Regions from separate parts of the Mus musculus genome. Here all the other regions are linked to region 3. Evidence: chromatin contacts called from public HiChIP or PLAC-seq data. All regions are on one chromosome and are shown on one strand. The core of a region is the stretch at or near the end of the contact, and the rest is flanking DNA. Distances in the headings are between cores, read along the strand shown.

What was found. HiChIP or PLAC-seq counts read pairs in DNA pulled down with a chosen protein or histone mark.
Region 1: an H3K4me3 HiChIP or PLAC-seq map of embryonic forebrain shows a contact between it and region 3, with 3 times the contacts expected there. The contact joins the enhancer-like site here to the promoter of Rptor in region 3. A contact is called at or near these places in 16 of 39 promoter capture datasets (the 3T3-L1 cell line, 3T3-L1-derived adipocytes, the C10 cell line and 9 more), 7 of 15 datasets of contacts at CTCF or cohesin (the NIH/3T3 cell line, embryonic stem cells, large pre-B cells and 2 more), 103 of 484 Hi-C or Micro-C datasets (3T3-L1-derived adipocytes, the 63-12 cell line, the AML12 cell line and 58 more), 26 of 115 datasets of contacts at active chromatin or transcription factors (the 230-238 cell line, the SCID.adh cell line, astrocytes and 15 more) and 4 of 9 other capture datasets (adipose tissue, embryonic stem cells, liver and 1 more).
Region 2: a contact with region 3 is called in an HNF4G HiChIP or PLAC-seq map of pancreatic cancer cells. The contact joins the enhancer-like site here to the promoter of Rptor in region 3. A contact is called at or near these places in 4 of 39 promoter capture datasets (the 3T3-L1 cell line, the C10 cell line, hippocampal neurons and 1 more), 2 of 484 Hi-C or Micro-C datasets (bone marrow-derived macrophages and pancreatic cancer cells), 11 of 115 datasets of contacts at active chromatin or transcription factors (the SCID.adh cell line, bone marrow-derived macrophages, embryonic hindbrain and 6 more) and 3 of 9 other capture datasets (adipose tissue, liver and macrophages).

The regions. Positions count from the first base shown.
Region 1 is chr11:119,513,046-119,517,389 of GRCm38.p6, reverse strand. No RefSeq gene overlaps it. Among named protein-coding and RNA genes, the nearest start is that of Gm39484, 8.0 kb to the left of the region's middle. Within about 2 kb of position 2,204, at least 72 of the 459 cell types and tissues checked have an H3K27ac peak or open chromatin away from gene starts, as enhancers often do. A contact at or near this core is called in the N1E-115 cell line, brain, cerebellar granule neurons and 11 more, where this site is marked.
Region 2 is chr11:119,712,958-119,717,470 of GRCm38.p6, reverse strand. All of the region lies in intron 3 of Rptor (regulatory associated protein of MTOR, complex 1), which reads right to left. Among named protein-coding and RNA genes, the nearest start is that of Rptor, 110 kb to the right of the region's middle. Within about 2 kb of position 2,005, at least 46 of the 459 cell types and tissues checked have an H3K27ac peak or open chromatin away from gene starts, as enhancers often do. A contact at or near this core is called in the SCID.adh cell line, adipose tissue, bone marrow-derived macrophages and 1 more, where this site is marked.
Region 3 is chr11:119,601,232-119,605,385 of GRCm38.p6, reverse strand. Rptor (regulatory associated protein of MTOR, complex 1) reads right to left here and starts at 2,481. Exons shown (of 34, transcript NM_028898.3): 1 at 1,415-2,481. The coding sequence starts at 1,576.

The sequences.
Region 1 (4,344 bases), core at 955-3,454, 88 kb after region 3:
CCTGCATAGGCAGAGGCCAGAGCTGTGAGAGACACCCTGCCTTGGCTCAGTGCCAGTATTACACTTGGGGGAAGGGGGGAGAAACAAAACAAAACCCCCAAACAAACTCAAATCCAAAAAACAAAAGGCAGCTGCCAGCAGAAGGGAGGCTGAGTAACAGCCGGGCTGAGTCATGGCAGGAGGAGGCATTTGGTATGAGCGGGAGAGTATTCGGCCAGCTAGGAGCAGCCTCCTTAGGCCTAGAGGGAAGGGGAGGAAGGGGAGGCCCACATGCTGCCCTCTCTGGACGTCTGAGGTACTAGTCAGCATCTCTATAGAACACAGAGTCTTCACAGGTCCACATGCTAGGGATGGCATGGGGCAGACCAGCTCCCCACCCCCGCCTTGCATCGGGAAGCTCGGGCCCAGGTGCCACCCAGACCTCCTCAGTCTTGCCTCAGCCCAGTCTTAGAGGTAACAGACATAAACCATTACAAGGTGGTTGTAGGAATGAAGAGAGCCGCCTCAAGCACACAAGCTCTGGCTGCAGGCCTTCGGACCTGGGGCACCTGATGGACACGCTGGCAAGGCTGCTGGCTGGCGCCCTGCTCTTTCCTTGACAACTTTCCCACAGTTCCTCCGTAATGCCCCTGGAGGACCTGCCTTACCATAACTCTCCAGGATGGATTCTGTTTACCTCTTCCTTGAGAACTGAGGTTCCTGGCTCTTCTGTAAGTCCTGAGTGCAGTAGACATGGCTTTGGGGATAGCCGGGAGAGAAGTGGATTTCTGACCCCAGCTAGTGTCCTGGCCAGAAGACTGGGCAGCCCCTCGCCCCTGTGGTTCCAGTTGCTGCCGGTGTGGCTAGGGACAGTTGGTAAAGAACCCTGCCCAGCACCGTGACCTCAACTAACACAGCACAAAGACTAGCCCTCAGGGAGCCTTGGGTGAGCCTGGTAGGGTGTGCCAGTGTGTCTTCACTGTACCACCCCCTAACAGACAAGTGTCTGTGTGCTGGTGACACCCTCATCCTACTGAAGCTTCAAGTTTGGGAGCTGGCAGATGTCTGAGGATGGTTTTCTGTCAGGCATTGGGAACCTGAAAGAAAGAAGTCACCCAAGACCACCCAGCCAGGTTTGCTGGGAAAGGCTAACCCTGCTCCATGAGATACCTCACCTCTCTTCCGAGGATGGGCAGGGACTCCACAAACTCATTGGCTTTACCCCACTCAGAACTCGTGTGGTCCCAGCCTCTCCTTCAGATGTGGTCTGCTCCCTGCTCGCTCTAGCGGGTGCCTGCCTCTCCCGCCCCCAAGCTCCCTGCGGGAAGGGGTTCCTATGGCACCCCTTCCCCCGCACACACTTAGCTCACTGGAAGCCATCTGCCCGGAGATGGTGGCAGCAGATGCCTCAATGCACAGCGGTGCCTGAAACATAGTCGGCCCAGTGCCCAATCAACCTGGGCCCGTCCCATCAGGGCAGGGGCTGTGGCCAGAGGCGTTTTTTTGCACAGTGAGGACAGGCAGGTCCTGGATCCAATGGCATTTCTAGGATATACATACCAAGTTGGTTTCCAGGCCTAGACTGGGAAAAAGAGCCCTTAGCCTCATCCCTGCCAAGGATGTCTGAAAGCCAAACCTACTTCTTCAGCCTCAGGAAGAGGGTAATGGAAGAGGAGCCAGACGTGAGACAGGACCTCTGTGGGCCACAGCACCTCCAAAGCATGGTGGTACACACCTGTAATTGGGAGCGGAGGCAGGAGTTCCCGGCCATGGGCAACAAAGGGAGACACTATCCCAGTACACAATGAAAAGATAAAAAGACAAGACTCGGGTTGAGCCTGGAGTCCTCTGGACTGATGCTAGAACTGTCATTCCCAAAGATCTGCTTCTGTTGGGGCTGCAGACCTCTGATATAGACCTCTGGTATAGCCCCACGGTCTGTAGCCCAGTGCTCAGTGTAAGAGAGGAAAATTCATTGTGTAAGCCTGCCTGGGGCAATGGGCAGACAGCCAGATTCCTCAGGACCCCACGGCGGAGAACCAGGAGGCTCTGAAGGCCCAGTCCTTCCATCCTCCCCGGTTCACCCTGCATCCCCCTCGCAGCGTCCCTGCAGGGCGAGTGTGCAGACACAGGCTCACCGACAGGCGCGCACACGCCTCCGGGCCGCCTCTGCTCCCCTCGCATCTTGCATTTGTTTTGCTTCAGCAGGGCTCGAATGGGGACAAGCTGCACTCTCTCAACTAGCAGATCCCTTCAGCCCCCCACGGAGGTGCCATATGTCAGTGTCATGAATAGGCATGAGGTTTGGGGGCGGGGCAGTGGCAGCTGCCAATCACTGGTTGGCTGAGTGGCGCGGACAAAGCCGAAGGGTGTGGTGGGTCAGGGTCTGGGCTGCTGTTCTGAGTGGGCACCCCTAGCACCCAGAGGGCCTTTCTAAAAGCAAAGCCAGATCTCCAAAGGTACAGGCAGTAATGGCCCAGAGTCACCAGAGCCCTCCATCTTTGTGGCTTATAATGCCAGCTGAGGGGGTCGCGCACTTCGTCCGGGATGACTCTGTCCTACTCCCAGGACACCCGCCCTGGCCTTCAGGAGTCAGGGCCAAGCCTGCACCTGCCAGAGCAAGGGAGGCAGTCAAATTTAGCTAGAGGTGCAGTGGGTCACTCCAGAAAGACTCAGAGCATCCCAGAGCCTTGAAGGTTGCCAGGATTCTGCCGGTAGCTGCCAGTGTGCTGCCAATGGTCCCATGTGCCAAGTGTGCTGTAACCTGTCCGTAGGCAGTATCCTGGCTGTTCTCTGCTTCTCTGTCGCCAGCGCTGTGTTTCTGGGGTCCATCCACCCCTTTATCTCACAGCTCTGCCGTTTGTCCCCTTTACCTTGAGGATGTGGGTGACCCTTTGCTTCCTGCGGTCACATGTTAAGCAATGGACACTGGCAGTGCAGTTATCCCTCCCAGAGATGGTCTAACCCAACCATTGGTCCCCTCAGCCGAGACCTTTTCGGCCACATGACCAGTGACCATGTTATGAACGAAGGAACGGAGCCTGTGTCCGTCTGGGGTGGTGGGAAGGTTCTGCCCACTGTGGGCCCCTGCAGGCTCCTTCGCCTCATTTCCAGCCCTGCTGGAGGCTGAGTATGGATTGGACTGACTGCTCCAGGTTAATTGGCTCTCTCTCCCCTGCCAGCATGACGGATCCTGCATGACATTTCCCCAGATAGTTAATTGATAGCCAAGTAATTTGTCATGGAGACCTCGTTATATGCCAAGTGGGTCCCCTAAGCTGTTAGCGGCTGTGCCCCAGAAATAAGATTGGCAAGTTAATAATGGAGCCTTAATCATACTGTTCCTTGTCAGCGGAGGAAGAGGATGTCTAGGAGGTAGCATGGCTTTTTCCTAGGACCTCAGAGACCAAGCTGCATGAAGTCCTGAGGACCCACTTCTGCTTTGCTTAGCTTGCATCTGAGGGTCTGACTGAAACCAGGGTGACTCTGCATGGCTCCAGTCCACTGTTCCTCCTGGTTCCCTTTGGAGGAGCATCAGAGGGACCAAGGATCACCTAGAGCAGTGATTCTCAGCCTCCTTAACACTTTAACACTGTTCCTCAAATTACGGTGACTCCCAACCATAAAATTATCTCCATTGCTGCTTTATAACTGTAATTTTGCTACTGTTATGAATCATAATGAAAATATATCATATTCAGAATATCCAATATGCCATTCATGTGACATGGTCATGTGCCCCCCCACCCCCACACACAGGTTGTGACCCACTAACCTAGAGGGAGAGGAGACCATAAGCTGCTGTGCCTGCTCCTGTGCCAGGGCCCTAGGGCATGAAAGCCAAAGGGGGCAACAGAGTCTCAGACTGCACAGTCCCCTACCCCATCACTGGGCCCCAGCCTCAGCTTCAGCCCCCAGAACAGCAGCCCTTTGGATCTGAACCATCTGAGGGACCCAGGTGTGGAAGGCTTCCTGCCCGTTCTCTGGCACTCTGGGAAGGTGGAAGACCTCTATGAGGTGAGGTTTAGGTGAGACCTTTGAGATATAATCCTGTAGGGGACCACAGGACCCCGTTTCCTCACTCCCTTGCTTTCTGGCTGTCACAAGACCAATCGTGGCTCCTGACTAAGTAAGGCATGCTGCCTCCCCTCAGGCTCCAGAGCGACCCTTGGCCATGAGCCAAAATAAACCTCTCTTTCCTTTAACACGGTTCTCTCCAGTGTTTTGTGATCGTTGTAAAAGCTGATCAACTAGGGTGGCCTCGCTCCACATAATTGACAGGGGAAACTAGCTAACGTTACAGGACACCACAAGCACCCAAAATGATGTTTCTGTATCTCAACTGTTTTGGTGGTGTAGGCAAGG
Region 2 (4,513 bases), core at 756-3,255, 110 kb before region 3:
ATGGCTCTGTACAGTCTGTTCCAGGAATGTTAATCATGTCTTTGTTTCAAAAAGTTAATAACCATCTTGCAACCTGACCTTTATTTCAAAGGTTTGTTATTGCTGTCTTGTTAGACTACCTCTTGTTACAACCACCTTGCAGTCATGTCTTTCTTCCAGGAGGTCCTCATGACTAACTTGTTATGCTTATGGCTCTGTTCTTATAACCCCTCCTATTTTTGGCCACTAAATCCATTTGGAAACGCCCTACCCCTGAGCTATAAAAACCTAGTCTTCCACACATTCAAAGGTAACTTCTAAAACCCCACCTTGGTCATGTACACAAATAAAAGAGCTTGCTTTAATTAATTTGGCCATGGTGGTGTATGTTGGTGGTCTTTCTCCTCCCATCTTTGGAATTAACACCATACCTAGGAGCGGTTATGACATCCTTTTGACCACCCTAAGGTAATGGTCATGGGGAAGGTTTTATCGGATATGTGAGAGAGAGTACATCCAGAGGCACCTGGAAGGGTCCCACTGAACCAGGCCAGAAAAGTGGGGGAGAGGGCAAGTGGGTATAAAGAGGAGCAGAGGCCCTAGATAACGGGGAGAGAGAGAAGACCCCAGGGAGCACACGGCTGAAATGGAGGAGAGATGGGGAAGCGCAGCGAGGCACTGGGTGAGGCTGGGGATGAGGAGCAGGCAGTGCAGTTGGAAGAACTAAGAGGAGTCACAGAACCAAGTGAGCCTGGTGGCCAGAGTGTGCTTTGGTGTGCTAATAGGCACCACAAATAGCTATCTGTCCTAGGTTTCTTTGGGACCTGACAAAGAGGAGCCAAAAGGGGCTCAAAATTGGCTATTTATTCTCTTTGTGAACACACAAGGAAAGCAGAAAATGTTTCTATTTACTACCAAGAGAAATAACAAGGAAATCATAAACCAAATTCAAGTTATCTTCATGGTTTGCAAGCCCTAGAGGTGGCCAGGTCTCCATAGCAAAGCTGCCTTCTTCACTTAATGCAAACAAAGACTCAGCTGTCCTTGGAGGCTAAACACTTAAGGTAGAGTGTGGACTGAGAGAAGTGACTGCCAGGAAGAAATGCTACCTGTACCTGAAGGCTCTTAGAGTGCTTCCCTACCAGAGACCTGAGATGACTAAGGCGGAAAGGGAAGGGAAGTCTCCAGAGAAGGCAGACTATGCTCATTAGGTGACAGCAGTGGGGACCACGGCTTCCCTCCAGCACTGACCTTACTGATTAGCAGCCTTTTCCTCCCTCAGAATCTTACTGGGCAACATGAGAAAAGTCAATTAACCTTAGTGCATATGCATATTCCCTATAAGTCAGTATGTGTGTACACTCCCTATGAGTCAGTGTATATTGCACACTCCCTATGAGAAAGTGCGTGTGCACACTCCCTATGAGTCAGTGTATTGCACACTCCCTATGAGAAAGTGCATGTGCACACTCCCTATGAGTCAGTGTATTGCACACTCCCTATGAGAAAGTACGTGTGCACACTCCCTATGAGTCAGTGTATTGCACACTCCCTATTTATTTCCAAAAGGCCCAAACACCATCACTGCTCATGACCCTGTTCTTGGAACACTCCTAAACAGTGCATGTTCTCAACCTCCTCGGTCTCACAAAGGAGCCAGAGCAGGCCCAAGCCTCACGGTCACAGCTCCAATTCACATCTCTCACGGATCAAACCAGATTCTGACCCTGTCCAGAGTCTGCTACAAGGGTGGGTGTGTCTCTGTTCCTGCACAGTGACCTCTCCCATCTAAATTAACTTCAAATTCAGGAACTGCAGCTGCAGGACTTCAGCTCTCAGAGCAGTGAGGAGGGCAGGGCCAGCAGCTCAGCTGGAACACGATTCAGTGCCTATCCTGTGCCTCCTGGTGGTAGAGGCTGCAGAGGCCGGGGATCTCTGAGAGTCTGAGGTCACCCAGGTCTACAGAGTGAGCTCCAGGACAGCTAGGATTACGCAGAGAGACACTGTCTCAAAAATGGAAGGAACAAAAGAATGGGGGGGAGGGGAGATGACAACAAGAGGCCACATCAAATAAAGAAGAGATCACTCAGACTGAGGGCAGGCCTACCCTCCAGGAGCCACAGCCATCTATTCTGAGGAGGTCTGCATGGACATCTGCCATCACTGCTAGTCTCTGATGGAAACACCCGGAGCTCCCTGCTCTCTACTCCCACTAATTCCTTTCTGTGGCAGTGGCTTCGTGAACTCTGCACCTCTGCATAGTTATCGAACTGCATTTGTAAGGCTCCATTGAAAACTCATCTACTGCCTGCAGATACTACACCTCACAGGAGTGTGGTTCTTCCAGAGCACACCCAAAGGCACAGAGTTGGAGTCATGCCAAGATCTTAATAAAATTAGGGATTCATTATTTCTGACCTTAGCTCTAGCAAGGTCTTATCTTGTGTGATTGAAAAAAAAATTTAAATTTAAAAAAAGTAGATTCAACCTCATTTCTTACCTATCACACTGGGAGGACACATTAATGGACCAGCATGAAAGGCACTTCGGATATTAATAATGTGCCTCCTGGGGGTTGACAGGAATTAATTAATATTTTTAAGGGCTTTGAAATGAGAAACACTAAATTAAATGTCACCACACCACGTAAGGTTTTGTTTCAAAATGAGGATGCCTGGATAATGGCTCTGTGGAGTGAAAGGCACAGCAGCAGGTGAGACATCAAGGAGTTTGGGGGATTTATGGGTGTTTTCATTGGGCATTCAAAACAACAAAACTCCCCAAAACACCACCCATCACACTAGGCATTCCTCCTAAAAAGCTAAATCTCACAATGTAATAAAATAGGCCACGTGGGTTTTGGAGCCTGCAGCAGAGAAGGAGAACATAACAATGAATAACTTGGTGCAAGGGAAGCCTGGTGCTCTGGACTCCATTCCTTTCCAGTGATAGCCTCCAGCCAACATCTGCCTGGGTGACAGCACACAGCTTCCTAGGCTAGTGAGGTCCAGGAAGGGCTCCTGAGAAGGGACTCTGCAGTCCCTGCCATGTTCTTCACTGATCTGACTCTCTCTCACACAGGGACAGTAGAGGCCACTATAGGCCACCACAGTGTAAGAAGGCTAGGCTGCCGAGCTGGAGGATGGTGTTGCTCCCATCACAAAGGCAGCTGTGTGGGCCCATCACAAACTTGGGTTGCAGTAATATGCTTCAAGGAGAGCCACAGCCATGACAAGAAGAGGAAAAGGGCTGCATGCAGAAAGAGTCTCCTCTTGACAAACTCCTAGCTGGGCTCGGAAACCCTGTGAAGCAGTGGCAACATGTCCTCTATCTCTCTAGGACTTCCAGCACCACTGCCCTCTTCAACCAGGACTGTGAGAATGGAGCCTGTCTTTGCCAGTTTTGTTTGTTTGTTTGTTTGTTTTTTGAATTTTGTTTTTTATATAAATAAACCTCCCAGTGTAGTGGCACTAGCCTTTGTACTTGGAAGGTTGAAACCATGGGCTCAGAGCCTCCACTTTTCCTTATTGTTGAGAGTTGTTTTAGGGGTTCCCTGCAGATGATGCACTGCCCTGACAGCTAACTTCTGATCCAAGCCATGGACAAGAACATGTTAAGAAACACATCCCACATCTGTACCAAAGCACCCAGTTCACTCCAGTCAGACATAGCCATCAGACAAGCTACTATCTCATTGGTGGCTCTCCAGCCCTCAGCAGTACCCAGTAATGGATGTCTTCCTGTATGAAACACACTGTATGTCTATGGTGAAGAACCAGGAAAGCAAGCCTTCAGTGAGCAGGCAGAGGAGGGCTACTGTAAAACATGGACCTGGGTAAAAACCATGAGAATAACTGTCTCTTCCAGACAAGAGGCTGAGGCCTCAGTGAACCCCATGTCAGATCATAATCTGTAGAAACCTCTTCAAGGGGAAAGTGAGGAGAACAGAAGAGACGGCAAGAGTTAAGTGTCGGCAGAGCACAGCAGAGTGCCCAGCTGGTGAGGCTGTGCTCACTCTTCCTTTCTCTTTGGCTGACAGACGGACAAGAAGATGAAGAGTAACAGCACTCCTTCAGGGAGCACACCAACACACACAAATGAGAAAGAATACACAGCAAGATTACCTGTCTCCTTGCTGTGGCCTTGCCACTCTTCAGGCTGTTTTCATTAACCATAGCAGCACTTGGCCCAATCTTGCAGGCCTAAGGCCTTCCTGACCCAGCACAGCAGAGCCTGTGGTTCCACACCTGGCACTTGGGTGCCACCAGTCCCTCATCTGGCTTTCCTGTGTCTCACTTTGCATTCTGTTGCTGTGATAAGCACCATGGGTATGGAGAAAAGGGTTTGTTTCTTCTCATAGCTCACAGTCCATCAAGAAGGATGTCAGATCCGGAGCTCAAGGCCAGGACCTGGAGGCAGACACTATAGCAGATAGCATGGAGGAATGCTGCTTACTGGCTTGCTCATCCTGCTTTACCATACAACTCAGGAATACCATAGTGGGTTGGACCTTCCCACAGCAATCAGCAATCAC
Region 3 (4,154 bases), core at 1,232-3,731:
TCATTAGTACTAGACATGTCCATAAAACAGACTTTATGCAGTCTCTCTCAGCCATCAGTTTAACTTAGATTGCTTTTATCCTTGTTTAAGACAGGGTTTGCACGTTGTAGTAGGGCTGACCTTGACCTGTGATCCTCCTGCTTCAAGATCCAGAGTGTTGGGATTACAAGAGTGATTTACCTTGCCCAGCATAAAATGCTTTTGACTATACACCAAGCTGGACTGCACTACATAAAACCTTGTCTCAAAAAAAATTTTCACAACTTTAATCTTAGCACTCAGCAGGATGAGGCAGGCAGATCTCTTGAGTTCAAGGCCAGCCTGGTCTACAGAGTTTCGGGACAGGCAGAGATGTTACACAGAGATATCCTGTCTCAAAAAAAAAAAAAAAAAATCAAAAAACAAAAAAATTTATCAATTTTTTGATAAAATTTAGCCAAATCAACAACTGAAACACTGGTCATTGCTAGAACTATGTTGAGGGTTCATCAACATACACCTTTTTAAAACAATCATCTCAAGTAAAAACATACCAAGTATAAACAAATGACACATTATAACACCAATTTCCTCTTTTATACTGAAAAGTTCACACAAATGAAAGAAGCCCAGGAGGAGAAAACAACTAAACACACATACACACACTATGGGTATACACAGACAAGAGACAGTAAACACACATACACACAATATGGGTGTGCACAGACAAGACACAGTACTCCCCTTTTGTTAGACCAGGAACTAACAGCACTACAGCTGGCTGTTTTCTTTGCTACCAACATCTCATGACACTCCACGATCAGAAGAACGGCCAAAAAACTGAACCCAGGTTCCAATCCATCATACCCCATGCTCCCTAATTTCCACTGAGGAAATTTTATCTCCAGGTTACAGTGACCACAAGTCACATACACAGGGAGTCAGCCTCACAGACAAGATGTTCAAAGGACTGGGATGAAACCTGCTGCAACCTTAAAATAACTTTGCCTGAATTTGTTATTGGCTAAACATTTCAAGTCATCTTGTTTTCCAACACACTTTATCAGACATCTGAACTTCAGGCAACCTGGTTATTTGAAAAAAAGCAGACTACAAAAATAGACTAAGCACGTTAACTATTATTTCCCAAGTTGTCTTTTCTCTAAGTGCTACTAAGTGTAGTAAAGGGCATATAAGTATCTGTGAAACTATAGTTCCTAATTTGGTGTTTTTCCCCCCTCTGAATTAAAACTCGTTTTTAACGCTACTCGGTGAGAAGAGACTAGCCAAAACCCGAGTCTGGAATAGCTTTTTGGATTTTAGTGCAACATGTGTCTTCGAAATACCCGCATCCTTCTAAAAAGGCTGTCCTTGCTCAGAACTTTCTTAGTTGGAAAACTACGAACTCAAAAAGGTGCCATGAGAAGCCACTCACCCGATCCTTCATTCTCCAGCTCTGCGCTAAAGATTTGGAGCCTTCGATTTTCTCACAATGTCTTTTCTTCATAAAAGCCAAAGGCAAGTTCCAATCTGTAAGGTCCGCCTCATCTTCCTCCCCGAGTCCCATAAGAGGCGACTGCAGCATCTCCGACTCCATCAGGGGAGGAGGGGGAGGGGGAGTCCTTGGCAGCAGGCGCTCGAGAACCTCCAGCCTTAAAAACTAGTGTGGACCAGAACTGGTAAAATAAAATACGGGAAAACGGGAAGCTGGGAATAGAGACGGCGGCAGAGCGTTCGAAGATCCTTATTGAGGCTAAACCTCGGAGATCTTTATCTCGAACTCTGAGCGCGAAGTTGGAGGGGGCGGGGTGGGTGGCGAGCCCGTGGGTACCCAAGCCCGCAGGACCCGGACGAGCGGCGACACGCGCGCCCGGTCGCCGGCCCCCGCAGCTCTGCAGGCCGTCAGGAGGGCGGCAAGCGGGACTGGCGGAGGCGGGAGAGACTTCAGGCCCGGCGATGACCCGGCTCTCGGCCTCCAACGCCTCAGTGGCTCCCGGCGGGCAGGCCGGCCCGCTCGCAGGGCGGCTTCTCCGACTGTGCTGGCCCGGCTGAGGCCTCAAGGGATCGGGATCGGGGGGCTTCGGGGCTCGCCCAGCGGCTCTCAGCCCTGCGGGTCCCGCACTCGCCTGAGGGGCTGCAACCTGAGCCAGGACCGGCCCATCGTGCCCGTCCGCAGCCGGGCTCCTCAGCCACCGGGCCGCGCGGCCAGGCCCGTGCTGGCCTTCTGCTTCGTGGCTCTCTCCTACCCAGGAACGAGTCCCGATACACACGCGACACGGGCCCGCGGACAGCACAGGGACACTGGGCTTATTAGGTCAGGGGAGTTTTGCCCTCTGCTCTGGAGCCACAGTGAAAACTCCTCTCATCAGCACATCAAGGAGGACGCCATATTGCCAAGGCCCAGCATGCACCGCTATCTACGGCGCGTCCAATAAGCCAAACCTCTTCGAGCGTTCTCACCGCTCTACCCCTGCTAGGGCGTAGAGCTCGGTGTTCCGTCCTCCCTTCCCCCACGCCGTTACCGAGGTTACCACGTCTTTTCTCCTTAGTTGATCTCCACTAGTAAAATAGACCATTTGCGATTGAAACTATGTCCGTTCAGTTATTTTTAAAAGCTTTTTGCTACTACAAACAAAGCTTCGTGCCTTGATATTAAAGAAAGAAACCACTTGGTTTCGTCATGATTTTAAAAGGTGGTATTTTTAAAAAGCCTCAGAAAAGACCATTGATATTAGACACATAAGACTATCGGGACTTTCTTTTGATATTTCCACTTTTAAAAGAGACCGATTTCATCGATTACGAATTTTTTGTCTGATATACTTTATTTCCTGAACAGTATATTCTTATTTTGCTACAGTTTCATGTGCAAACGTCTAAAGCTGCCCACAGAAGCAAGCCTCCCTGCTGTTGACTTCTCTGGTTCAGTTCAGTAAATCTCAGATATTGACACACTCTGAGAACTGCTTTGGTGCAATGGAAATATAAAGTAAATGTAACGAGGTGCCAGCCTTTCGTAACCAGGGTGCGAGTGAGACACTTTTTGGTTTTTTTTGGTTTTTGGTTTTTTGTTTTTTTGTTTTTTGGTTTTTTTTTGTTTTTTTTTTTTTTTTTTTTTTTTTTGGTTTTTCAAGTCAGGGTTTCTCTGTATAGCCCTGACTGTCCTGGAACTCACTTTGTAGACCAGGCTGGCCACCACCGCCCCGGTTAGTGAAACACTCTTAACCTTTAGCTAGAGTTCAGTCAACAACTGAGCCCACCTTCAGCTTTGGTGTTAGGGGAGCCTCTGTTAGTCAATGTTACTAATTTCAAGCTGCATTTTCTCAGTCTTAGGTTCCTGAACCATAAAGTTTGGATAATATTAAAGAATATTACTAAAAGGATAAAAATTTAGCTTGTAAAGATGCCCAGGCCAGCCTAAGCTACAAAATAAGACCCTTTCTTTAAAAAAAAAAAAAAATCCACTTTAAGAGAAGGGTTGAAAGCTGGGCCTGGTATTTAATCCCAGCACTCTGGAGGCAGAGGCAGGAGGATCTCTGTTAGTTGGAGGTCAGCCTGGTCTACAGAGCTAGTAGTTCCAGAACAACCAGAGCTACAGAGAGAAATCCTGCCTTGAAAAACAAACAAACAAGATGTGAAGGCATTGCAAGCCACCACTGAGAGTGAGCTCTGACTGATCCTGGTATGTTTATAAAAAGATAAAGACAGAAAAAATATGTTCTATGGGGGGAGGGGGAGGAATGGGGAAAGGGGGTTCCTCCGTAGACCCATGCTGAGGCATTCCTTCCCCCTGAGAGACCAGCCACATGTATAGAGTAGAGTTTATTCAGGGCATGGGGAGGGGAGTTAAGAGGGTAGTAGAGGCAGAGAAAGGGAGAGAGAAGGATAGAGTAGAGAAGTAGAGGTGAGCCATGGCCTTGAGCACATGGAGAGAGAGGGAAGGGAAGGGAGAGGGGTAGGAGAGAGCAAGAGCAGGAGAGAAGCAAGAGATCAAAAGCAAGAGTAAGAGAGGGATGAAAGGGATAAACAGCCCCTTTTATAGTGGGTCAGGCCTACCTGATTGTTGCCAGGTAAGTGTGGGGTGGAATTTAGACAGAATGCTAACAGGTCCCACAACTCCAATGTAGTCTACTAACTGTAGGCCTTACCACTAAAGCCTGGGTTAATCTGCAGAT